2 separate regions of the Mus musculus genome follow, and region 2 is linked to region 1. A link is a contact called in public HiCAR-type data. All regions are on one chromosome and are shown on one strand. The core of a region is the stretch at or near the end of the contact, and the rest is flanking DNA. Distances in the headings are between cores, read along the strand shown. Region 1 holds the start of Maea (macrophage erythroblast attacher). Region 2 holds the start of Htt (huntingtin).

What was found. HiCAR-type assays count read pairs that join an accessible place to other places.
Region 2: a HiCAR-type map of astrocytes shows a contact between it and region 1, with 2.8 times the contacts expected there. The contact joins the promoter of Htt here to the promoter of Maea in region 1. A contact is called at or near these places in 1 of 115 datasets of contacts at active chromatin or transcription factors (astrocytes) and 2 of 9 other capture datasets (adipose tissue and liver).

Annotation. Positions count from the first base shown.
Region 1 is chr5:33,333,248-33,337,640 of GRCm38.p6, forward strand. Maea (macrophage erythroblast attacher) reads left to right here and starts at 2,325. Exons shown (of 9, transcript NM_021500.2): 1 at 2,325-2,398. The coding sequence starts at 2,330.
Region 2 is chr5:34,759,328-34,763,753 of GRCm38.p6, forward strand. It overlaps Htt (huntingtin), which reads left to right and starts at 2,413. Exons shown (of 67, transcript NM_010414.3): 1 at 2,413-2,782. The coding sequence starts at 2,580.

The sequences.
Region 1 (4,393 bases), core at 1,075-3,574:
TGATGTTTAAATGAACCAATCATGTGAAACTGCGCCAATTCCTCCCCCAGCCCCACCCCTTTTCTTTAGAAACCACTAGCTTCCAAGCCTCATGGTCAAATCCACTGTCTCCTTCATGAGCTCCGCCATTAAAGGGTCTGTGGGAAGCCATTCCGGACTCCCTGGTCAGCCGGACAGAAATCTGTGCCAGGCAGTCAACAAGCCCATATTTGGTGGATGGCTTGCCCTTAATCCCTGATTGGCTGAGCAAGCCTGCCTGGTGAGGTGATGTGACCTGTGGTGATTGATTGAGGCATGGTTGTGGCTTGAGTGGATAAAAACTCTTGTACCCCGAGAGGCGGGGGATTTGAAGAGAGAAGCTGCCTGAGCAAACTGCTTTAAGAAGAACTGGTGGTTTGTTTTCCTTGCTGGTTGAGTTGGACGCAACAGGGGTCGAAACCACTGTCTCCTGCGTGAGATATGTTTCGACCCAGAGCTCTGCCATTAAACTACCTCGTGTTTTTACATCAAGATGGTCGTCTGTTCGTGATTCTTGGGTGCACGCCAAATCGGGAGTTGAGTGGGGGTTTCCCCACTAGGCTCTTTCACTGACAGCATCAGAGAAGAATATATGTTTCTCTCTTTGGGTTAGTTTTGAATCCAGGAAGCCACAAAGTTGGCCTCTAAGGGGGCCAACATCATATATTACAGCCCTGGACTTAAATGTGACCATGTAAGAGAGTCAGACAGAATGGCTACAGAGGGGAATATGTAATGCCACTGTGCAAATGTGGACTGGAGGACTCACAGTCACTGATTTCTTCATCATCTAACTCTATAAGACTAAAGACTAGGGGGAGGGAGGCATGGAACCTGCATGGGAGATGGTATCATCTGAGAAGGGGCACAGAAGATCTGTGAAACAAGAGAATCTCTGTTGAGTTCGAGGCTAGCCTGGTCTACATAGAGTTCCAAGATAGAGTCTCAAGGAAAAACAAAACAAAGATCCAGTTCTGTAAAATACAAAAGACAACTTAATGTAGAAGTCATTTCCTAAGGAATGAAATGTAATTCCATTTTTAATTTTAAAAGCAGGCGAGGAGGGCTGGAGAGATGGCTCATGGGTTAAGAGCACATGCTGGTCTTGTAGAGAACTCAAGTTTAGTACTCAGCACCCATGTGCTTGTCTCACAACAATCTGTAACTCTAGTTCCTGGGGGATCTAACGCTCTCTTCTGGCTTCTGCAGAAATCATGCAAACGTGAGGTAGGTTCAATTCACCAAAAAAAAAAAAAAAAAAAAAAAAAAAAAAAAAAAAAAGCCATTCAGTTCAGATAAAGGGTTTTAGTGACCCTCAAGTTTATTGTCTGGCTACCAACAAATGGCCAAATTGAGTTCAAAATAGAAGAATTAGAATGTAGGTAAAAGGCATGATAATTAAGCAATCTCAGTCAAGGTGTGGTCTGGTTGATAGTTACTTCAATTCTGTTTTTCAGGTGGTTTAAAGAAGTCCTCATTGCCTTAGGGAACAGACTGATTCTCAGGTCTTGTGACATGTGCTGTAGGGTGAAGCCTACATCACAGATAATTGCTTTCACTCAGGAGCCCTGGAAGATCCACGTTGCTTAGTTTATCAGAAAGATGTTAACTGATCATTACTATTGCTCCAGGAATTCAACTTGACTACAAGTTTAGGTCAGGGACTGGACACCTTCAGACGCCTTTTGGACCCCAAATCAAGGATTCATCGCTTTTTCACAAATGCAGTTCCCAAGTGTTCCTTATGTTATTACTGGCAGGAAAGCACAGCTGCTCGATAGCCCCTCCCTGTCTTATTCTATTGTAAACATTCTTTATCTTTTATTGGGAAGCCCGCTCTTGGACGCCAGAGCTGTTAATCGGCGAAAATGGAGATGAAGGAAAGTAGTTCCCGGATGGCAAAAACCGCACCCCTAAGTGACCATTCAGAGATAACGGCCACCGAGCGCTGAGGCAGGGCCTGTGACCACTACGGGAGGCGACTTCGGAGGTGTGTGTGTGGGGGGGGGGTGCGACCACAACGTGAGTCGTCTCAGCCCCAACCCTCCGAACGTCCATGGCGTCGGGATCCCCGCTCTACTAAATCCGCATCTGCGGCCTACGCCAGCGGACAATTCAATGAGGAAGCCGCTCTCTAGAGCTGCCGGCGATTGGTCGAGCCCGTGAAAGATGATTGGCTCTGGCCTTCTTCCGCTCGGGCGGCCCGGTGACACGATTGGTGCAGACTCATAGCCGCTCCGCCTGCTCCCGTACGTAGCACGTCACTATCCGGCGTGCCCCGTACCCGCCTCCTCCGCTCGGCCGGCCCAAGATGGCGGTGCAGGAGTCGGCGGCCCAGCTGTCCATGACCCTGAAGGTGCAGGAGTACCCGACCCTCAAGGTGCGTTCTAGGCGCGGCTAGGGTCGCCACCGCATCTTGGGAGGGGTCGTGGTGGTGCAGGGGCTGGGTCGCTGCCGGAGTCGCTTCTGGAGGGACTGCACGGCCGGGGGCGGGGTCGGGGGCGGTGGGGCTGCGGCTCTCCAGCGCGATGGGCACGGGCCGGGGCCTCCCGATGGGGCCAAGGGGGACCTCTCGGTGTACTGTGACCTAGGTGGTGCGGGGCGACAGAGTCAGAGGGCTTCCGAGGCCCGGGCGGCGGGGCCTGAGCCCTGCCTCCCACCCAGCCTTCAAAGCCGAGAGGCTGCGGGCCGTGCGAGTGCGGGCAGCGAGGCCACGGCCGGGGCGGCGGGCACTAAAGAACCAGGGGCCCTGGACGCGGAGGTGGGTCGCGGCGGCCCCGGGGCGTCCTTCCGGAAGCTCGGCCTGGGGCGTGGCGGGCATGCCTCTGGTGCTAATTAGGGGGCCAGTGGGGAGCACTGGCGACCCGGTGGCACCCCGCCTCGCTGGGCGTCCCCAGAACTCCAGCGCAGCTCCTGCCCTTGGTTTCCGGGGCGTGACCTTGGGTGGTCGCTGCGCCAGTGCGTTCCTTTAGGACAAACGTTCATCCCCGCCGGAAGACTGGGAGGCTTCAGTTGCTAGAGGGCTTGATGGTACCGGATGGACTGCGGTGAAGTACCTGGGAAGAAAAGCCTTAAGAGGAAGAAAAAAATTCTTTGGTTCCAAGGAAGGCCGGCAGAGCCTTCGTGTTCTACATTCCTTGGCTGAGGTCTGGGCAGCTTTTCTTCTGGAGCTCTTGGCACCTCATCCATCTCTTTGGTGACCCAGTGGTTGTTTGGTGGTGGGTGGGTGGGTCGTTTAGCTAAGGTTGAAGACTACAGGTTCTAGGCGAGACCGCTTTTTCTGTGCTTAGGGAGACCCAGATTGTATGGGAGGCACCTGACTTCTGCTGGTGTTCCCTTGTCTGATGTAAGCCCTAGGGAGCACTTGTTTTCCTCCCCGAGGGTGAAGTGAGCGAGCTTATATTGCACATGGAAGTCTTGGCATTCCCTGGAAGGCATCTCTTGTCATTGTCCCTGTGACATCTGACTGCTCTGGAGTAGTTTGTCTTCACAGGAGGGCAGAAGCAAGGCCCAGCTGGCCTTCTTCTATAGTTGGTGAGCAGCCATATTTGATCAATGTTTTGTATCCTGTGCTTTATTTGACTAAGGAAGGGAGCAAACACCACCAGTCTTTTTTGTCAGATGTTCAAAATGTATGGCTTGGGGGAGTAGGAGGTACTTGTGACAGACCTCGGTCTTGTACGTGCTAGGCCAATGCTCTGCTACTGAGCTACATCCTCAGGCCTTGTTTTCTTTCTTTCTTTTCTTTTCTTTTCTTTTCTTTTCTTTTTTTTTTTTTTTTTTTTTTTTTTTGAGGCAGGCTTCTGTAGGCCATGAATCCGAGTGCTGGGATTACAGGTGACTCTTACCAATCCTGTAGTTTCCTGGCACTCTTGGATTTCTGTTGATTGACAGATGGAAACCCTGACTCTTAACAGTGGTCATACTTGGGGCCTTCTATCACTAGACCTGTAACCACTGACGTCTGGGCCTCGCCAGGACTTCCAGACCTGTTGCAATGAGGTTGCTTTGGGAGAACGTGGCTATTTGTTCTGGCTGGTGAATTTGGGACCCACAGACAGGAAAGGTTTCAGAGCTCCCTCCCTCTCTGGCTTACTGAACGCATTAGGCAGTGAAATGGATGGTCAGGGTTCCTCCAGTCCGTCCTCTGGTGACCAGGAATGCACTCTGCATTCCAAAGCTATTGCACAGCTCTGACGAAAACGATTCTGTGGATCTCTGTGCAGGTACAGAGAGGTGGTGGTGTCATGGAAACAGAATCACACCTTTTCTTTTCTTTTTTTCTCTTTGACGAATGATAGAAAGAAAAGTTTTTGTGAGTAGAAATGCTACTCCCTCCAGGTCCTGCAGACCCTTGCCTTATAACTTCTCTGCT
Region 2 (4,426 bases), core at 1,163-3,662, 1.4 Mb after region 1:
TAAATCCTCCTGTCTCAGCCTCCCTACTGCTGGGATTACAGGCATGTACTAAGTCCTGAAAGTCTTTATCGGAAGTGAAGTTACTAGATCTTAATTCAGTTACTTATGTTTTCATATAAATTAGGACACAGACACAGAGGGATGATGATGATGTGAGGCCTCAAGTGGAAGATGCTCTACCAACATCTTGATTTTGTATTTTTAGTTTGAAGGACTTTGAGAATATAAACAACTATTGATAGCTCCCAGGCAGTGGTACCCTGATACAGCAGTGTAAGCCAACCAATATACCTATTGTTGCCAAACAAATTACCAGAGTATAGTTGCCTAGCAAAACATATTTATAACTATCCAGTTTCTGTGGTTCCAGAATCTGGGCCCAGCTCACATAGGTCCTCTGTTAGCACTTCTCACAGCGGGCAATTAGGTACCAGTGCCTTATCTGAGAACTTGGCTTCAAAAGAATCACCTTGGAGCTTTAGTGGTATTGTCAGGGTTTACTTCATACATGGCTGATGGACCACCAATATCTGTCTTGACTGTTGGCCATGGGTAGTTCTTTATGTTAAGTCTTGCCAATTGTTCTTCATCAATGTATATAAGCTGAGAAGTTGGTAGTTAGCAAGACTGAAGTTACATTTGTAGCCTAACAAATGTGTGACATCCCATTATCTTTGTCTTGTATTGGTTAGAAGTCAGTTACTAGCTGCCCTTACTTGGGAGCAGGGACATCATAACCTAGAGAATGCTAAGAGACAGGGCTCACTGGGCCTTCTTCCAAGTCTGCCTACTAGCAACTACCAACCCTGGCCAGCTGTTAGAGGCTGCCTCATGTGAGAGCTAGCACTGGCACTGTGCATCTAATAGTGCCATTAGTAACAGAGGGGACATAGAATCTAAAGGCTGTTTCTCTGCTCTCCTTCCCAGTTTAACAGCGGCGGGCTTATACCCCTACAGTAACAGTGTTGGTTTCTGTATACTTGGCCATTTCGAGAAAATGGAGTGCCTTATGGCCATGGAATAGGGCATTTGATTCTTACAGGTAGCCTGAAGCTTCATTGGGTTTCTCACTGCATGGATCACCTCCAGACAGCTTTTTCTGAAGCCGGAACGGTTTTGTTTGTTTGTTTGAGACAGGGTTTCTATGTAGCTCTGGCTGTCCTGGAACTCACTTTGTAGAACAGGCTGACCTATAACTCAGAGATCTGCCTGCCTCTGCCTCCAGACTGCTGAGATTAAAGGTGTGTTCTATCACTGCTTGGCTTTTTCCTTTTCCTTTTTCTTTTGAGACAAGTTCTGATACAGCCCATGCTGACTTGAATTCACTATGAAGCCAAGGAAAACCTGGAACTCCTGATCCTCGTTCTACCTGCAGAGTACATGATTACCACCCCTGGTTTATAAAATGCAGGGATTGAACTCAGAGCTTCGTGCATGCTACTCAAAAAGCATTCTACAAGTGCTGTGATTAAAGGCATGCACCACCATGCCCGGTTGAAGCCAACACTTTTTGCTGGGCAGACTGCAGGGGCAGCTTGGGTGTATCCACACCATTTTCAGCTTCCTGCTTTAATTGCTCACCTTTGGGAGATGGAGGCTCTAGAGACAAGGACTTCAGCGCTGGTGGCAATGAGACCCCTTGTAGGTCCTGGCTGGTTGCCACAGCACTTTCCAGGGTCCGTGTCTCAATGTAGAGTGTGTGACCAAAGTTGCATGAAACACAGCCTTTCTTTGGACAGTAACTACTGCTGCCTGCCTGAAACCCTTTCTCAGCCTTCGCTGCCTGCTTGAAACCCTTTCTCAGCCTTCTCTACTGCAGACACTTCTGGGGCTTCGGGGTCCACGGATCATAAAGGGTTCTTTGGTCCTGAATACAGGTCACTCTGGTTCCCTTCTCATTGCAGGGAGCTCCCAGCACGCTGCGTTCGGGAAGCTCAGGCCACCACCTGGCTTGTGGAAGAGAGAGCTGCTTTGGGTTTCGGGTTCCGAGCTCCACAATCGCTTTCCCGGTGACTCCAGGTGTAGGGTGGCTTTACGCAGGAAAATTTCTTCGCTGTCATTCCCCTTTCCAACCTTTTCTTCCTTCCGGGTCTCCCCAACTCCTCTGCCCACCTCCTCACTTCTTTTCTATCGCTGGTGCCAGGGAGCCGCCCTAAAGCCCACTCTCCGCTCAGCTCCGTCCCTCATCTAGCAGCCCGCCCCGCCCACCTCATCCTCTTGCTTGGCCCTCTTCACTAAGGGGGGCTGGCTTTTGCGGGAAGGGGCGGGGCCACATCGGCGGGGCGGAGAGTCTTAAACTAGCAGAGGCCCCGCAGGCCTGCGTCCTGACTTCGGGAAAGAGGACGACGCATCCGCCTGTCAATTCTGCGGGTCTGGCGTGGCCTCGTCTCCGCCGGCATGACGTCACGGGACGCACTCGCCGCGAGGGTTGCCGGGACGGGCCCAAGATGGCTGAGCGCCTTGGTTCCGCTTCTGCCTGCCGCGCAGAGCCCCATTCATTGCCTTGCTGCTAAGTGGCGCCGCGTAGTGCCAGTAGGCTCCAAGTCTTCAGGGTCTGTCCCATCGGGCAGGAAGCCGTCATGGCAACCCTGGAAAAGCTGATGAAGGCTTTCGAGTCGCTCAAGTCGTTTCAGCAGCAACAGCAGCAGCAGCCACCGCCGCAGGCGCCGCCGCCACCGCCGCCGCCGCCTCCGCCTCAACCCCCTCAGCCGCCGCCTCAGGGGCAGCCGCCGCCGCCACCACCGCCGCTGCCAGGTCCGGCAGAGGAACCGCTGCACCGACCGTGAGTCCGGGCGCCGCAGCTCCCGCCCGGGCCCCGCGCCCCTGGCCTGCGTGCTGGGCATGGCCAACACTGTTCCCTGTCCAGAGGGTCGCGGTACCTCCCTGAGGCCAGGCTTTCCCGGCCCGGGCCCTCGTCTTGCGGGGTCTCTGGCCTCCCTCAGAGGAGACAGAGCCGGGTCAGGCCAGCCAGGGACTCGCTGAGGGGCGTCACGACTCCAGTGCCTTCGCCGTTCCCAGTTTGCGAAGTTAGGGAACGAACTTGTTTCTCTCTTCTGGAGAAACTGGGGCGGTGGCGCACATGACTGTTGTGAAGAGAACTTGGAGAGGCAGAGATCTCTAGGGTTACCTCCTCATCAGGCCTAAGAGCTGGGAGTGCAGGACAGCGTGAGAGATGTGCGGGTAGTGGATGACATAATGCTTTTAGGAGGTCTCGGCGGGAGTGCTGAGGGCGGGGGAGTGTGAACGCATCCAATGGGATATTCTTTTTCCAAGTGACACTTGAAGCAGCCTGTGACTCGAGGCACTTCGTACTCTCCTGGCGTTTCATTTAGTTTGTGGTGTAGTGTAGTTAAACCAGGTTTTAAGCATAGCCAGAGAGGTGTGCTTCTGTGTGTCTGCAGGCAGTTGGATGAGTTGTATTTGTCAAGTACATGGTGAGTTACTTAGGTGTGATTATTAATAAAAAACTATATGTGTGCATATATATGAAAGAGTCGACTTATACTTAACTGCCTATCGATTTTTTGTTCTATATAAAACGGATACATTGGTGGTGCTCAGTTTTCACCGGGGAATGAATTTTACTAGTGTTGCAGACAGGCTTGTTTTAGAACATAGGCCACTCTGACTCTGACTTTGTGCCAGTAAAAGTTCCTGTTTAGTTCTTTGCTGACATCTTATAGATCTTTGGAAGCTAGCTGCTTGTGACTGGAGAGAATATTGAAACAGAAGAGAGACCATGAGTCACAGTGCTCTAAGAGAAAAGAGACGCTCAAAACATTTCCTGGAAATCCATGCTGAGTGTTGAGCCCTGTGCTCTCTTGCAGCTCAGTCCTTTCTCTCAACTCTGGGCATTTTATTTCTAATCTGGATTTGTATAATTAATAAGGAGAACTTTTGGGAACAACCTACTAAAGAATGTCATCATTAAAACTCACTTAGAAAATAAGTGTTCTGGTGATATCATTGAGCTATGTTCCCAGTCCTGAGAGTTTGTTTTTTTTTTTTTTTTTAAATAAAGATTTGGGGAGAAAAGGTGGCTTACTTGATAGAACAAAATATAGGAATAAAATTTCCTTCTATAAGGTGAAAAGTGTGAATAGAAAACTTCTTATCCTCTAGATAAGTAGTTTCTTTTTGCTTTTGAGAGTCTCACTATGTAACTCTTGACCTGAACTCAGAGAGATCCATCCTCCTGCCTCTGCCTCCTCTCTCTGGGATTAAAGGCATGTGGCACCATGCTGGGCTGTCCAAGTATGCCACAGACCCTCTAGGTCCCTGGTCTTCGAGGAACGGGATTTCTTAGGCAGATGGGTAAGGAGTCGGATGAAAATGACAATCAGCCACACACAAGAGAGGTGTTGAATCTGAATGTAATGTTCTGGTTGAGCTTCAGACTTATATAACAACGAATTATCAGAGGATA